Linked DNA regions of Mus musculus: all the other regions are linked to region 1. The links are chromatin contacts, called in public HiChIP or PLAC-seq and promoter capture Hi-C maps. All regions are on one chromosome and are shown on one strand. The core of a region is the stretch at or near the end of the contact, and the rest is flanking DNA. Distances in the headings are between cores, read along the strand shown.

The links. Promoter capture Hi-C pulls out the DNA fragments that hold promoters and counts their contacts. HiChIP or PLAC-seq counts read pairs in DNA pulled down with a chosen protein or histone mark.
Region 2: a contact with region 1 is called in an H3K27ac HiChIP or PLAC-seq map of regulatory T cell precursor, with 10 times the contacts expected there. The contact joins the promoter of Mark3 here to the promoter of Tedc1 in region 1. A contact is called at or near these places in 1 of 484 Hi-C or Micro-C datasets (CD4 T cells) and 2 of 115 datasets of contacts at active chromatin or transcription factors (regulatory T cell precursor and thymic regulatory T cells).
Region 3: a promoter capture Hi-C map of pre-B cells shows a contact between it and region 1, with 2.2 times the contacts expected there. The contact joins the promoter of Xrcc3 here to the promoter of Tedc1 in region 1. A contact is called at or near these places in 1 of 39 promoter capture datasets (pre-B cells), 2 of 484 Hi-C or Micro-C datasets (B cells and embryonic stem cells) and 1 of 115 datasets of contacts at active chromatin or transcription factors (thymic regulatory T cells).
Region 4: a contact with region 1 is called in a promoter capture Hi-C map of pre-B cells, with 3 times the contacts expected there. The contact joins the promoter of 5033406O09Rik here to the promoter of Tedc1 in region 1.

The regions. Positions count from the first base shown.
Region 1 is chr12:113,154,214-113,158,239 of GRCm38.p6, reverse strand. Tedc1 (tubulin epsilon and delta complex 1) reads right to left here and starts at 1,819. Exons shown (of 8, transcript NM_134041.3): 1 at 1,669-1,819; 2 at 1,487-1,565; 3 at 877-1,079; 4 at 513-662; 5 at 73-171. The coding sequence starts at 1,803.
Region 2 is chr12:111,572,339-111,576,364 of GRCm38.p6, reverse strand. It overlaps Mark3 (MAP/microtubule affinity regulating kinase 3), which reads right to left and starts at 1,844. Exons shown (of 18, transcript NM_001370744.1): 1 at 1,264-1,844. The coding sequence starts at 1,314. 2810029C07Rik (RIKEN cDNA 2810029C07 gene) reads left to right here and starts at 1,963. Exons shown (of 2, transcript NR_045295.1): 1 at 1,963-2,492; 2 at 2,625-4,026.
Region 3 is chr12:111,812,051-111,816,076 of GRCm38.p6, reverse strand. Xrcc3 (X-ray repair complementing defective repair in Chinese hamster cells 3) reads left to right here and starts at 2,198. Exons shown (of 8, transcript NM_028875.3): 1 at 2,198-2,252; 2 at 3,858-4,016. The coding sequence starts at 3,962. Zfyve21 (zinc finger, FYVE domain containing 21) reads right to left here and starts at 1,907. Exons shown (of 7, transcript NM_026752.4): 1 at 1,700-1,907. The coding sequence starts at 1,837.
Region 4 is chr12:111,942,346-111,946,371 of GRCm38.p6, reverse strand. It overlaps 5033406O09Rik (RIKEN cDNA 5033406O09 gene), which reads left to right and starts at 1,890. Exons shown (of 3, transcript NR_029464.2): 1 at 1,890-2,215; 2 at 2,306-2,487; 3 at 3,161-4,026. Gm36757 (a long non-coding RNA gene) reads right to left here and starts at 414. Exons shown (of 3, transcript XR_003950158.1): 1 at 1-414.

The sequences.
Region 1 (4,026 bases), core at 570-3,069:
CGGGTATTTCCCCAACAGACCAAACACCCTGCCATGAGGCAGCGCCCACTGCAGCACCCTGCCAATCCTCACCTGCTGACCGCTCTCTGGATCTCTAAGCATCTCTGTTTCGGCAACAGAAAGATGGCCAAGGCTCTGTTGGCTGTGGCATCCCTGCGTGTACAGGTGGATCTGTAATAGGTAAAATAGCCAGGCTGGGGAGTAGCTCCCAGCAAGATCTTTCAGCCGAATATGGGCACCTTTAGAGACCACTTATAACCAGAAAGGACAGAGCTGGGCTCAGGATACCCCAGTAATACTGGGGGCAGAGGCTGCAGAAGGGCACCAGACAACTTCACCGAGGGCTTCCACACCTTGCTCACCAGGACACAGGTAAAGCACGGTCCGTCCCTGCTTGTAAAGGTCAGAGTTGGGATAAGCCCAGCAGTCCAGTGGTCCAATAGTGGTGACAGAGATGGACCCCAGGGAAAGGCAGCCTGGGCACAGGGTGAAGAGCCATGTGCCTGTATTACCTTGCTGAGGAGGATACACTGCTCCTGCTGACTAGAGATCAGGCATCGCCACCTAAACCGCAGCCTTCCCATCAGCCATTCCACTAGTCGGAGATCCACGGGGCTCTTTGGTTCCACAAAGGGTGCAGGAGGACCAGGACTGGTTGGGGCCTCACAGTAGAGAGGGAACAAGAGTCAGCCCTGCTATACATCCCATATCTCGAGGAAGGACCAGGACAGGGAAGCTGTACTACTGACGTACATCCTCAGCTTCAAAGCTGGATGAGAACCACACCAAGGGCAAATACCACATGAGCTGGAAGCCCGGAGAAATCCACGGGTTCTGGGCAAAGCAGGGCTCTGACACCCTCAATTACATACTCACCTCCCACTGGGGCAACTGGTCACCCAGCTGCACACGGGTCTGGGCAAGCAGCTGCTCAAGCAAGGGTCCTCGGGCGAGGAGCCAAGACAGGGCCAACAGCAGTTCCCGGCTTCCCTGAGAACTGCCGTCTGGAAATTGTAGCAGCACAGACCTGGGGTAGCCTTGGGAGCCCAGTGCTGATTTCACCACACAGGCTTGGGCCTCTGGAGTGGGAAATGATCAGATCAGGGGGTGCTAACCTGGAGATTTCACCTGGATCCCTCTGGGGACCTGAGAGCACCCCCTAAGCTTAGAACCTGCTAAGCGTGGACTAAGGAGGCGAGATCTGAGAGTCTATGAGGAGGCAAAGTGATAACCAACGGGCAGGATTTCTGTGAGTGGTTGGCCAGTCTCAGCGTTTCACTGGAGTGATAAAGCCACTACTACCCAGGTAAGCGTGGTAAAGGCTAGTGGGAACTTATACTAATGGAAGTGGGCGCAACAGCGAGAGGAGCAGGTGCCTGCAGGAAGGGAGGAAACAACAGAGGAGCTTTGATGGGGCGGGACTTGGTGGGTTAAGACAAAACTACAATAGCCTTGGGGAGCGGCTTTCTGAGAGGGCGGGGCTTACCTGGGGCAAGGTCGGTCCAGGTATTGTTTGCAGCAAGCGGTGAGAGCACGCGCAAGAGAAGCTGCCAGAGCACTGGAGCCTGAAGCAAACGAGGAGTTTGTAGTCAGCGGGTATCAGGTGTCACCTACATCAGCCCAGGCAACGCCTGCCCCGACCCCGACCGCCTACTCGAATAGCCTCACCGCCTCAGGTCGATCGAACTTGGCGCGGCGGAAGATTTCTGGGCTGGGCCCAGCAGGCAGGCACCGACTCAGCGCGGCGACAGCCTCAGGCAGGGCCCGGGCAGCCCCTTCCACCCGGCTCCGCCGCCGCCGCATACAGCCAGCACTAGACAGCCTCGGATTGCCCGCTCGGGACCCCGACCAATCACAGTTCCGGATGAGGCCCGCCTTCTCCCCTCAGGCCCAATGAACGATGACTCTGGCGTTTGAGTGCCTACCAGTCTATCCCGTAGGCAGGCACTTCCGGGGTCGGGGGCGGGGATTGGAGGTGCCAACTCCGTTGGAACTCACCAATCAGCACCTCGACTTATCAACCGCCTTAGCAACCCCGGGCTAGGGAAGCGCGAGGCTGGAGGGCGCGCATGCGCCCGAGGTGTTCCCTGGAGGAGCGGAGGAAGGAGCAATGTGGCTCCACCCAGCCACGAAGGGAGTGTCTCTGCGAAGCCGCCCTGGAAGGAACCCGCCGCCAGGGGTCGCCAGGCCTCCGCGAGAAGCAGCTGAGCCCTGCGAAGTGGGTGGGGAGTTCCGGGGGCCACGTCGCCAGAAGTCTCTTCGGAAAGCCATCCTCCCTCTCATGTACAGCCAGCCCCAGACTTCCTTGTCCCCATATTCATTCTTCCTCCAGCCACTAGAAGAGCAGTTTTTAAGGAAAATTCTCCACTTCATAAAAGGGTGCGGCCCTCTCTTTTAAGGTTGAACTTAGTTTTGCACTCAGCCCTTCAGGAGCAATCTTGGTAAGCTTTGAGAATCCCGCAAGGATTCACAGTAGCTACATGACAATGGCAGAATGAACCCAGAGTGCAACCTGATGCACGGGGAAAGACATGCAGTCGGCAACTATCCTCCGCAACCGGCATGAGCCTACTACGTGGCTACAACCTAGGTGAAGCCAGAGCAGCCTCTGTGGGAAGCCGGATGCGAAAGATCACATTATGTGCGCCAGTGCGTGTGGAGGAGGGCCGGACAAAGGCCGGACGCTGCCAACGGTGATCCAGAGACAAGCCTGTAGGCGACGAGTGGCAGGAAGAATTGCTGGGGCGAGACCTGAACGCTCGAGCGGACACAAACTAAGCTTTGTGCCCTCGATGTCGCCACCAAAAATAGTTGGAGCAGCGGACAGACAGTACTGCGTGTACTCTGCATCTCAAAGCTAGGAAAGAAGAGGCAGGTGGAGAGGGAGAGGGTGCGGTGCGGAAAAGGAAAGTGAGGTGAGAGGGAGGGGCAGAGCTGTCCCTTGGCACCTGCCAGTTTAACGGCGGTCTACAGGATGGCCACGCCCTCCGGAAGTGCGGAGACTGCGGGCTCACCTTTACCTTGACCCTCCCTGTGTTTTGCTGCAGACCTTCCTCTGCTCATCTGGATACCTTCAGCTATTCTGCCTCAGGGTCTCCTCCTTCCTGGCCCCTTGCCACACAGCAAATGGCCTCGCCCAGCTAGTTTCTACCTGCTCTTCCTGCCCTCGCTTCAGAGCCATGCTATACTGCACACCTTAAACACGAAGCGCCCTGAAAAGCACAAAGACTTGAGTTCTTGTCTACTGTGCCAAGGAACTCCTGATACACCCTTATGGAACTCTCTGCCGCTTAGGCTTCTTTGCAATACTATACACTTCCCTCACCTGACCTGCTCATTCCTACAGGCCTCTCAGGTTGCTGGAGGCCCAAGTCTACTCCAGTTGAGAGACGTGGATCTGGGCTCGAGGGGCTGGAAGTATGAGGAAGACAGGGGCCTTAAGGGTGGAAGACAACAGGGGAAAGTGAGTTTCTGCCCTTCACCCATACATCTCTTCCAGGTCCTCTGCAGGTCTGGTTGGACACCAAAGATACCCTCACCCCTCCTAGTAGGAAACTAATACCGAAGGTGGGCTTCTTCTACTCCATACTGTGGTCACCTCAAACACTATGGCCTCCACCTATTGAAATTCCAGAATCACCCAACAATACACACTACACTATACTACACTACACTGCAGACCACTTACTGGACTATCCAGCTTGTTCCTGCAGTGTAGGTGCCAAAGATGAACCCAGGCTAGACCAGGACACTGCTGAGACCTTTGTGACCTTGTTAAGTCCAAAGGGTTTTGAATGGCCAGTAGCATAGGGAAGGCAAAGCTGAGAGCTGCCTGGCTCTACAAGGGTTTCCAGAAAGCCCTTTCCACTGTCACCCTCAAATCCCATTAGAGCACTGGGTCACCCAGGGCACTCCTGTTCAGGGAAAAGGTGTCTGGGACCACGCTGAGCAGCTACAGAGCTCACCCACAAGGGTGCACTTCTGGGGACAGGGTGGGGTTGCAGGAAGTGAAAATGGAATAGATCA
Region 2 (4,026 bases), core at 595-3,094, 1.6 Mb after region 1:
TCTGCTGTGGGGAAACTGAGGCAGAGGCTCCCTTAGACAGCCCAAGCAACACAGCAAGAACTGTGGAACAAAGAAGTGAGGAAGAGAAAAAAAAGAGAAAGAAGGGGAGAAGGGTGAGGAAGGAAGAGGAGGGAAAAGGTCTAGTCTAAGCTCTCCCAGTTAGGAAATCTTCTATCTATCTCAGGGGGAAGAACATATACAACTGTATAGTAACACACCACAGAGATGACTTAGACCAAATAGATTAAATTACCTAATAGCTATCAAGCACAAGTGTCATTTTGAAGATTAAAATGAAGGCATTTGATACCACTAGGTCACCATGTCTAAGGATGGTTTTCAAAGCATGAAAACACCCGAAGCATGAAAGCTTTTCCAAAGAGACTGCATTTTCTTGCCAGCAGTTACCTCATAGCTCCGCATAATGAAAGGCCAGTGAAGTTTCTTTACAAGTTATTTACTAAATGCTTTACAGAGGACAAAGCTAGGCTGGAACACTTTGGAATCCGATGCGGAAGAAGAGTTCAAAAAACACTTGGGCAGGTCAAACATTTCTTCAGTAGAACTTCTACTACACGTTTGTCACTCCCTAGCAATGCTGCTCCAGGCTGTGGTTTGGTTTGGTTCTGCAGGTCCTTTCCAACAAAATCCTTTTACATAGATTTGCTGGGTGTGCACACTGGACCGGGCCTGAGAGCTACTCCAAGCCAACCTTTTGCAGCGGAAGGAAAAGGCAACCCAGTGGGTGTCCCTCGGCCGGGCAGCAGAACAGAGCAGAGCTTCACATCTGCTTCTCAAAACACTCAGCCCGCTGCTTCCGAACAGATTTAGCTTTGCCAAGGACGGGAAGCTACTCCTTGATAAAGGCAGCGGCTCTGGAGCAGAGAACTACTCTTGTGAGTGCGGGAACTACGGGGGCCCACAAGGATCTCTCCACGGGGCACTTAGTTTTGGCAGTTGTCATTAAACTTAGTCCCCTTTTAAAGGGCGCTCCGCTCGACCCGATTGGATCCTATTAATCTGCACCTAGGTCTGACTGGCAGGCTCAGACCCTGCCCGACGTTAAGAGGAGAGTTGTGTTCAACCGCGCACTGGCCGCAGCAGCGCACGGACGGGTAATGCTCAGCCGACCGTAAGGACAGCGCGCAGGCCGCACGCGCGCCGCAGGACAGGGCTGCGCCTTGACCCCTGCCTGGAGCATCTGGGCTGGATCCCCCTGCTACCACCCTGAGGGTCTGCCACCCTGCAGCGCAGTCCACTCACGTTTTCAGTGTCTCGTTCATTCACCGTTGGCAAAGGGGTCCTAGTGGACATCTTATTGCGCTTTGATTCCGCACAACGCCAAGGCGAAAACAAAACCGCCCAGCTTTGGGCGGCCGGCGAGCAGCGGCCGCGAGCCTCCGGGCCCTGCCCTCCCTGGCCGGAGTCTAGATCTCCGGCCTGGCCCGGGCCGTGCGCCCGCGGGCCCCGGGGCTCATTCTCCCCCAGCGCCGGCGGCCGCACTGGAAGCGGGCCGGCTGGCCGCCGCCGCAAGCCTCAGGGCACCTCACGGGCCTCGCGGGCCCCGCGCCTCCTCGCCGCTCGCAGCCGCAGCGCCGCGGAGCTCAGCCCCGGGGGCTCGACACGGCGCGGCCGGCAGCCCCTGAAGAGGCAGCAGCGCAGGAGGATGGAGCGGAGATGGAGCGCAAGACAGGCCGCCGCGGCCTGCAGGCGCCGACCATGGAGGGAGCCGCGGAGGAGGCGCCCACGCCCGGCTGCTTTCCCTTCTCCGGCTCGCTTTCCGCCCGGCCTCGCCCTGCCGGCTGCCACCGCCGCTCCCGGCACCTCAGGAGCCTTACAGACTCAAGATGGCCGCGCCTCGGCTTCCTCCGCTGCCTCCGGCTGCCGGAAGTGACGCTACGGCCGCCTGGAGTTCCGCCAATCAGCGCGGTCGGAGCTAGCTGCCGGCTGCTGTTGCTAGGGGCGACTCGTCCTGTTGGGTCTGAGGGGGTGGTGCCGTCGGAAAGGTCTTGCTTGGTCTCCTCTCTAGCGGGCGGAGAGTTCCAATGGTCCAGATTGCCTGGGCATCCCTGACCCCTCCGGACCACTTCCCTAGAGGGCATCCTGTGCCCGACTGCTGGGCTGGCATTTGCAGAGTACAGATCTAGGCTGTCTGGATTATACTACACATGAAGAGCCTACTGTTTGCAAAAATTGACTTTTCTTTCCCGCGGCCACGCTGCAAAGGATGGAGCTCCAGCAGCGAAGCAGCAGTCACTGGTCTAGCTGAAGAGGAAGGAGCCAGGCTCCTGCTTCGTAACCGAGGCATCTAGCATCCAGCCAAAGAACTTTTTTGCCTCTGACTAAGGAGCCACTGGTTATCGGAGCCGGCTCAATTGAATACCCATTCGGATGAAAGAGTGAAGTATAAAATAACAAGGTAGCACAAAAAGCTGGGAAGAGGGACTCGATGAGATCACGTAGACGCCCCCAGGATCAGATCCTAAATGCCGGTAGGGGCTTATATAATCAATATTTCTCTGTCTCTTCCTCTCCCTTTCGTTCTCTCACTCCCTCTATCCCTCACTTTTCCCCTCTGTCCCTTTCTCCTTCCTCCTCTCTCGCCTCTCCCTCTCTTACTTCAGTCTTCTGAAGAGCGATATTGCTACAGGCTTGGACCAGGGAGTGACCTGCAGGTGGAACTCTGAATATGCTGCCTCTTCTAGAAGGCCTGCTCAGCGTGTCACCTCTTTATGTCTTCTAAGGAGAGAATCCATTGGTAGAGGAGGGAGGGCTATGTGAGCCGGGGTAAGACAAACTGTTACTAATAGTCCACCTTGTGCCGGTTATTCATTAAGCCTCAGTGTAGCCGCATAAGATGCTCAGGCACAGCACGTGACCTAAAGTCTGGGTAAGTTGGTTACTTTACCCAGGCCATCGGTGGTGTTGGTTATAGAAGGATCTGAACCCCATTCCTACAGCTTTAGAAATGGCTAAACTTGTGAGTGACTAAACTTTGCTTTCTTTCCTTCTTATGTTTTGTTTGCTTGCTTTGGTTCTGCCCCCCCAACACCCCGATATCCTGGTGTATCCTGCTTTGTGAAACAACAGATCTTCAAACACCAGCATCACATCCAGAGAGGCCAGAGGGTCCCAAGACAAAACAAGCCGGGGCCAAGACGCACTCAGAGCTCCTATCTCACCCTCTTAGGGGTGTGCTCGGGGCACCAGATGGGTTATTAAATGTTATTCTCTTTCTCCCTTTTTGGTTAAGCAGAGGACTGCAGAGGAAAGCCTCTGAATCAAATGTTTGCTCCACACAGTTCAACTGAAATGTAGGTTGTGATGAGTGGACACGTGCTCCACAGCTAAGAGACCAACCGAGGGCATCCTATCCCACTCGTGGGTCTAAGGGGAGACTTACAGAAGGCATACTTACTCTGAAGATGGAATGATAGCTGAAGAGACAGAGTGATGCCTAGGGCCTGTCAGACACCCAGTTTAGCCTAATACAGAAAAGCACGGAGGTGAGAAACAACAGGGTGAATCCAAGGAAATTCAACAGGAGCATGTGAGAGGCAGGAGCCAGGGAGAGTTAGACATGGCCCGAAACAAGTTCTCCCCTCCACCCTGAGGAATTCTGGTGCTTCAGCACTGGCTCCTGAAGAATTGGGGAAACTTCCCAGAAGGTTGTCAGCCTCTCTCCGGCAGGAGCTTTACAGAGGTCTGTGGACACTTCAGAGCACCCACACGGGCCAGAGAAGTAACTGGTCACGAGGCTTCCCCCAGGGGGACTTCCTCACTCAAGCGACACATTAAACTCTGAGTCAATGAATGCCAGAGGTTAGGGGTAAAGATGACAGCACTTCACCTCAAGCTACCTCCTAGTTTTCATAAAGTTTGGAATTGAAGCTGACGAGATGTAGACTCACCGTAAAGAGCTGGAAGCAGCAAGCATATCTGTGGCCCATGAAAAGGGAGAGGGGGACCAGGAGGGCATGGGCTGGAGAAGGACGAGGTTGTGTCCAGAGGAATGGAGCAATTAAA
Region 3 (4,026 bases), core at 949-3,448, 1.3 Mb after region 1:
GAGATAGCTCCTCTAGAGCCCCGGCCTAGAGCCAGTGAACACTTTTCCCACTCGGCTTCCCACCCCACTGGCCTCCTCCACCCGCCCCAAATGTGCCCCTTATTCCAATCTAGGCATTATTGGCCTTTCCTGGAAACAGTTATGTCTGACCAGTTCTAGACTCATTCACAAGCAATTTATTCCGCTGAGCCACCTCCCCAACACCCACTCCGTCCAGGGGCTGGAGTCCAGGTTGTATTCCAACATACACACACACACACACACACACACACACACCCTTTTTTTTTGTCTTTTTAAGACAGGGTCCCACTGTATAGCCCTGGCTGGCCTGGAACTCACTACCCTGAACTCAGACACCTACCTACACCACGAATGATCACGCTGGCCCATTCCTAAGCCCACACCCACTTCAGGGACGCTAAGTGCACTCGAGGGTTGTGCTCAGTTATCTTTGCACCCAAGAGGAACTATGTGCTCAGATGCCTAAGTACAAAGGTAAAGTGCAAAACTGAGGGCACAACCAGGAGGGCAGGGACGGCTCAGTGACACACCTGGTATAGCCAGGGGCTCTGAGTACAAGATGAACCTTCTCCTTCAGGGCTCTCAGGAACTTCAGAGTTTGGGGGGTGGGGTGGGGTGCAGAGCAACAGCAGCCAGGCTACAACCTTCTGGCTGCACGCACGGGTGGCTCTCCAGTCCCTGTTTCAAGAACACTGGACCTCACTCTAAGAAGCCGCTGGCCTCGGCCACCTGTGGATGAGCTCTCAAGGGGAAAGAAGAGCAGCTGATTAGAATTCCAAGCAGGGACTCTAACTTAAAAAATTTGGGAGGAGGCCAGGTGTGGTGAAGCACATCTTTAACTCAAGAGGCTGAGGGAGGAGGAGTTCGAGGACAACATAGCAACAGTGTGTGGTAGAGGCGTGTGGTAGTGCATGCCTAGCACTCTGAAGGCAGATCTTATGAGTGCTAGGCCAAGGACGGGGAGGTGGGAGGGGGAGAGGGGAGGAAGGGAAGGAGAGGGAGAAAGGGAAGGAGGGAGAGAAACAGAAACATGGATGAATTTACACGAGCCATTAAGATAGCTCACCAAGTAAAGGCACGTGCCGCCACACCTGAGACCTGAATTCCGTCCCTGGGACCCAGATGGTTTAAGAAAACTCTCTTCTACAAATTATCCTCTGATCTACACACCAGCGCTGTGACATTGGGGACAAAGGCACATACACACATGAATAAATGAAGAAAAGTTGTTTCAAAGTTTATCAAAGTCGCCAGTACTTTCGTTGGTGTCTTTTAAAGATATTTAATTTGCTTTGAAATAAAATCGCATGGAATGCGTGAATTGCTCCTATTTTCTCCCAAGTGGCCAAGCTTTGCAGAGTTTAGAACTTCGAAGATTGCAAACCCTTTGGCACCGTTCCTCCGTGGGCAGGTGGAGGCGGACTCCCTCACCCTCGCCCCACGGACACACTCCAGCCCCAAACTCGCGCACGGCTCACGGGTGAGCCGCTCCACCGCTCCCCCTCGGGCCTCCCCGGGGCTCCGCACCGCGCAGCCAATGACCGCCAAGGAATGGAAAACGCCCCACAGCGCAGAAGGGACAGCGGGAACGCCCGGAGGGGAGCCGCGGCCGAGCGTCCCTAGGACGGAGGCGGGAGACGCCCCGGCTCGGGTTGGGGACCCGGGGGCTAGGACGCACCTCCTTGTCCGGAACCCACTGCGGCTCCTCCAAGCCGAAAGGGCTTCCGAAGGCGCGGTGCTCCGGCACCATGCGCAGGCCACTTGGCGAGCGCACAAGCTTCTTGGCGTCGCGACGCGCGGCCACCCCCGAGGACATGTCTCCGCCTGAGCCCCTCACGCCACCGCCCGCGCTGAGCCCACACAAGGCGCCACCCCGCCCCGCCCGCAGACACGATGACAGCTCCGAAGCCCAATCCGCAGCCAGAGCTCGTAATATGAACCAATCGGAGAGTAGTATCCGCCCCAGAGTCGCCCTTCTCCAATCCGTGCAAGGATCCCGCCCCTACGGCTGGCCACCAATCGGCGGTGAAGACCGGAGGGGCACCCTCGCCCCTCTAGGGAGAGTGTGACTTCGGATTGGCCAATTAGTCAGCCACGTAGGCGCCTCTTCGTTTCTTCTGGGTGGAGCAGACTCGGACTCTGGCCTCTCATTGGAAGAGAAGATTGAGATGGGCGGGGCTTCAGGAGCGGGCGGAGCGCGCGGGAGACTTGCGGGGTCGCTGATCCGGGAGGTGAGTTAGCTGATCGCGAGTGGCCGAACATGGGGTGGCGGGAGAGGACAGAGGACACTGTGGGTTTCGAGCGCCCCAGGTCGGGACTCAAGAACGAGCTTCCCCAGCGGGGCACCCCTTCAAGCCCGTAGCGGGGTTTGAAGGAATCGAACTGAGCGCGGGACCTGCTTTCCGCACTAGAGTCCCAGGCCAGCCACAGCGTGACCACTCGCTGCAGATTTGATCTGTGACTTTTGTTTTTCTTGTGGTGTTCGTAAGGACGAGTCACATTGTGCGTGTAGCCTAGGCTGGCCTTGGATTCAGCAGTCCTGCCTCAGCCTTCCTCGCACTGATACAGGTGTGAGCCACCGCGCGCGCCTCACCCTCTAGCTTCTTTGGGTAATTGGCCAAATCAGCTACCCAGGAGCTTTGCTCTCTCTCTGACACAATTGGACACACTCTAGCCCAGTTGGAGGGATGAGCTGGTGTAACCCTACTTCTCCGGAAGGCAGGCGGCCAAGTGGAGCATGGAGCTCTGTGCTTTTGTCTGAGACACAGGTTCTCAGTGTTGAAGTAGAAGTTGCTCAGTGGCACTTTGTAAAGCAAGGTTAGCTGCCTCAAGGCCTTGGCATTTGCGGGTGCACAGATAGAACCCGCCCCTGACTATGTCCTCTGTCCAGTCTCCACCAAGCCCTGTGATTGCTCTGGTTCACCACTGGACGCTGTAGCGATGGCTTGGGGGACCTTTGAGTTCTGGTGCCAGAGCTTTGTGTCTGAAAGCATGTTCTCCCTTCCCTCCTGCCCTGTGTGGTGTGGTGTATGTGTGTGTGTTGTATGTACATACGTGTATGTCCGTTTGCATCCGTACTGATGTGTGTGCGTGTGTGGAAGGCAGATGTCTGACATATATTCCTCCATCACTTGCCCTACGAACCCAAAGTCCACAGATTCAGCCTGTCGGCCTGCTCTGAGGAACTTGTCTCTGCCTTCTGAGCCCTGGGATTACTGGCAGCCCACCAAACCTGCCCAGCACCAGATCTCACGTCCTCGGCCTCCTCAAACTTGGCTCCTGAGCCACTCCACCCCATCCTTAGTGCCTCTTGGCACTGTCATTTGAACCCATTGCAGTGTACTGTAGGACACGCCTTTCCTCACACTGGCCTGGTGCTGTCCCCTCCGGGCCCCTTTCGGGAGACTTTCTCTGTGCTTTCTGGTACGGTGGAGCTGCCTCTTCTGTTGTTCTCTGACCAGGTTCAATTTCTCCCACCATCCTTCAAAATCCCAAACTCACAAAAAGCTGGGGAATGCTGAGCAAGACCCCTCTATGCCCCAGGAAGTTGAAGGGGAGCAGCAAGGGGCAGCTACCTTGTCCCACCCCCCCCACCCCCACACCCCCACCCCCCCGCACTGACACCTTCAGGATGTTGACTACGGCTGAATTAGTTCTGTGCCAACATCTGGAGTGAACCTAGGCTTCCAGACTGCCTAGTCCTCCTCAGGGTTGACGGTGCACGCAGGAGCACCATCCTTAGCTCTCATGGACCGGGAGACACCTGTCCTCGGCGCTCAGTGGGACACCTAACCACACTTTGGCTTCGGACCGCCCTGTGTGTCACCTTCCCACAGGAAGTCTGAGTTGGTGTGTGTCACCATCCGTCGCTGTGTGCCTGTCAGCTCTGCTGTGTGCTGTCACCGTCAGCTCTGCATGCCCCTGCTGAGACCACTTAGGAATGGACTTGGATCAGCTGGACCTAAACCCCCGAATTACTGCTGCGGTTAAGAGGGGTATGTGTGT
Region 4 (4,026 bases), core at 641-3,140, 1.2 Mb after region 1:
GGAGAGCCAGGCTCAGTGATGACTCCGGGAGCAGAAGGAAGTCCTGAGTCACCCTGGCCGGGAGCAGGAAGTGGTTATCACCAGAACCAGCACTCCCAAAGCCCAGGAAGCCAGAGTGTGACGTCACAGCGGTGATGTCACCAGCCAGCAGGGATAGGAAGCATCTGCCAGGTCCCCAGCAGCCAGCCCTGTGCTTCTCCGTTCATCCTCTGTCCCTCTGTCCACCATGCGTGCTGTAGTTTACCCTGGGCACCGTGGCTGGCTGGGAATAGCTGAGTGAGGGCCTTGTCTAGTCTAGTAGGACACAGTGTGTGGTTCAGAGCTGGCAGGCGGGGCCTGGGCGGCTAGGGGGCGGGGCCGTGCCTGGGACCGCCCTCAGGAAAGGCCTCACTGAGCAGTTGGTGGTGTCTGCTTTGGGGCTTTGCAGGGCTGTGGGCCAGAAAAGATTCCATTATGAACTGTAAGCTTTTGTGAATGTGGAAGGTTTGTAACTAGTTAGGCATTCTTTCCCACCCCCCCTTCCCGCCCAACCCCATCACACATACAATGGAGGTGGCTCTGGTCTCAAAGTTCCTTGGGAAGCCAGGTTCCCAGATGAGAACCAGAGTTGAGCAAACAAGTTCCAGGGGATATGAGGGAGGGGGACCTGGTGAAAGCCTGGCAGTGTCCGCGGGCACCTTTCCGTGGAGTTCTCAGACATGTCGCTATTGCACCCTGCTCTGTGCCTGCATGCTCCTCTGTGTTCAGAGAAGTGAGGAGGAAGAGGAGGATGCCCTCTGGGCTGAAGAGGAGTAGCTAGGGGTGCCACTTAGTGGAGCTTGGTATGAGGGCTGCCCCGAGGCCTGACCTGCTTCCATGGCTGGGGCATATCAAGGACAGCACGGGAAGCGGGCTTAGCCTTTACTTCTGGCAGGGGCAGCCTCCTACAGCCTCGCAGTGGGTGAGGACCCCATCCAAGGACGGTATGCAGGGACTGAGTGCCCCCTCAGTCTCTCCCTCAAGGCCCACGTGCAAGCCATCAGGAGTCTTCCCCCCAGGGTTCATTCAGCTTTGGGATACATCAGGTCTCCAGAGCGACCTGGAAGAGTGCCTGGCCCTCACTCCCACCCCTACATCCCACACAGGAAGCATCTGGGGAAACAAGATAAGCAGCATGCCGGGTGGTCACAGCAGCTGGGGGTGGGGTGGGGGGAGGGCAGGCCGGCTGGGTCAGCAGCTCTCTTGTCCAGCTCTTACCCAGACCTACCCTACAGTTCACACCGAGCGAGGCTCCCCAGAAGTGTGTCGTGGATGGTCTTCAGGTGGGGAAGGACTGGGGTTCATGGCATTTCTCTCTACCAGGGTCTTAGTTGAGCTGTGATTTTAGTAAATTATGATTGGGCAAGTCATCCCATCATGAGGTGGCACCAACAACAACATCGCCCACACACACTGGTGCCTAAAGGACTTTATCACTCGGCCACATCACCTCTATAACCAAAAAAATAACAAGGCACTTCAAAACCAATAAAGTGACAGTCCCCAAGCCCAGCGGGCTGCAGATGATATCTTATCAGGGCAGAGTTGAACTCCCATTCGGGTCAGGGTCCAGAGGCTCCAGGCTACCAGCCTCACAAGGGTTGTGACCTTGGTGACCAGTCTCATGGGCCTCCAGGGAGGCTACCTGGTGACTCAGCCTCTTCCTACAGCCCTGTAAATAGCCAGAGTCCATCCACACGGAGGCTGTGTGAAACTGCCTCCACCAGGAAGGGAAGTTTTAACTGGCCCAGAACCCCACAAAGCCCCAAAGCAGACACCACCAACTGCTCAGTGAGGCCTTTCCTGAGGGCGGTCCCAGGCACGGCCCCGCCCCCTAGCCGCCCAGGCCCCGCCTGCCAGCTCTGAACCACACACTGTGTCCTACTAGACTAGACAAGGCCCTCACTCAGCTATTCCCAGCCAGCCACGGTGCTCAGGGTAGACCGCAGCACGCATGGTGGACAGAGGGACAGAGGATGAACGGAGAAGCACAGGGCTGGCTGCTGGGGACCTGGCAGATGCTTCCTATCCCTGCTGGCTGGTGACATCACCGCTGTGACGTCACACTCTGGCTTCCTGGGCTTTGGGAGTGCTGGTTCTGGTGATAACCACTTCCTGCTCCCGGCCAGGGTGACTCAGGACTTCCTTCTGCTCCCGGAGTCATCACTGAGCCTGGCTCTCCTGTATCCTCATCTAGGTAGGGCTGGGGGAGGAGGGACTCGTGGGTCCCTGAAAGCGGGATGAGCATGGCCAGGGCCAGTCTGTGGCATCTGTTGCTGTCTCCTAGGGAGACCTTCTTTCTGCAGAGTGGGGCCTCCACAGTCTGCACAGCTCGGCTCCCCATTCTCTCGTGAAGGTAGGCCAGGAACTGGGTTTCCTAATGAGTGACCAGGAAAACGGAACTTTCAAGGGGCGTGTCTGTTTAATGAGGAATCAGCCTGAATGGAAGCCAACCCAGTGCCTTTCCAGGTAGGCAGGCCAAGGCCAGAGGAAGGAAAGCTGGGTCTCTGTTGGAGCAGGAGGGCAATATGGCTTAGGCTTGGGGAGAGAACACAGGTGCCACCGTAGCCACAGTGTCCATGAGCCCCATCCCCCACCATGCTGGCCAAAAAGAAACAATTGATGAACAGAAGGGAGGAAAGATGCCTCCAGCAAAATCAGGCAGGAGGAGACCAGAGCTGTCATTGCGCTCTCTGTCCCCAGCAGGCCGAGCTCGCACTGTCATGGGGTGGAGGAGGCTCAAGCCGCCCTAATTAGAATATCAGTTAGACCCTGCTTTTCCTGACCTGCTGCTTCGAAAGCTAATTCTTTGTGCTTCCACAAGGCAGGCCCTACAGGGACAGAGGGGCTTAGGAGGCACAGCCAGAGGGCTCAGGCTCTCAAAACCCAGGTCTGCCTTGCAGGGCCAGTTTTGGGCCTTTAGTCTGGGATGGACAGACGGCTGGCCATCCTCATGAATCGCCATGGTGCCCAGTCTGGACGGTCCATGCGGCCCAGAGCAGAGGGAAGGGGGCTCAGCAGTGATGAAGATGGCTACAGGAATGTGCAGGCCCAGCCTCCTGTGGTGGGGAGTCCAGAGCTGCTCAGACTGACTGGAATTCCTGTTGCTCATGCACGCTTCTGGCTTCTTTTTCGGTTCTAGGTACAAGCTGTTGTCATGAAGCCTGGAGTTTTTCCGAGATGCCAGAGGCAGCAGCGCAGTGCTCTTGTTTCTCATCTAAACCTGTCCCTTTCTCAGAACAGAGCCCGCGTGTGTGATTCCTTCGTGGTCCCAGAGCGGGTCATCTTGCTTGCAGGGTAGCCTTGGGGCACCACTGCTTGTCAGGGTTGAGCAGAAAGGCAGACCAGAATCCTCTGAGTCCCCCTCCCACTTCCAGCTGGTTGACTGACATTCCACCCGACCAGAAGGAACCAGAGGAGGAAGAAGGCCTGAGAAACTGGAGGGAGGCTGCTCAGGCGGTTCTGTAGAATGTTCTAGAATACCTAGAAAAAAAAAAATAAAGCACCCAACAGGCTGAAGCAAGGAAATTACTGTAGGTAGTGAGTTCTTGGCCAGCATGGGCTACATGGGTGTAACTCTGCATAGAATAACCAACCAACCAACCAACCACCAAGGCTGGAAAACTGGCTTGGCAGTTAAGGGCAAGTCCTGCTCTTGGAGAGGACCCAAGTTTAGTGCCCAGCATCTACACCGGGTGGTTCACAACCACCTGCATCTCTGGAGAACACAAAAACTTCTTTTTCGTGTGTGGTTTTGTTTGTTTGCTTGTTTGAGACAGGGTCTCCTTGTAGCCCACCTGTACTGGAATTCACTCTGTAGACCAAGCTGGTCTAGAACTCAGATTTGCCAGCCTCCTGAGTGCTGGGATTAAAGGCATGCGCCAGCACTGCCCAGCTTCGACAATGTCTTTTGGCCTCCATGAATACTTTAAGTCATATGTGTGCACACACGAGAACACATGTGCTCTTGCACATACACACTCACACACACCAATAAAAATCTTAACA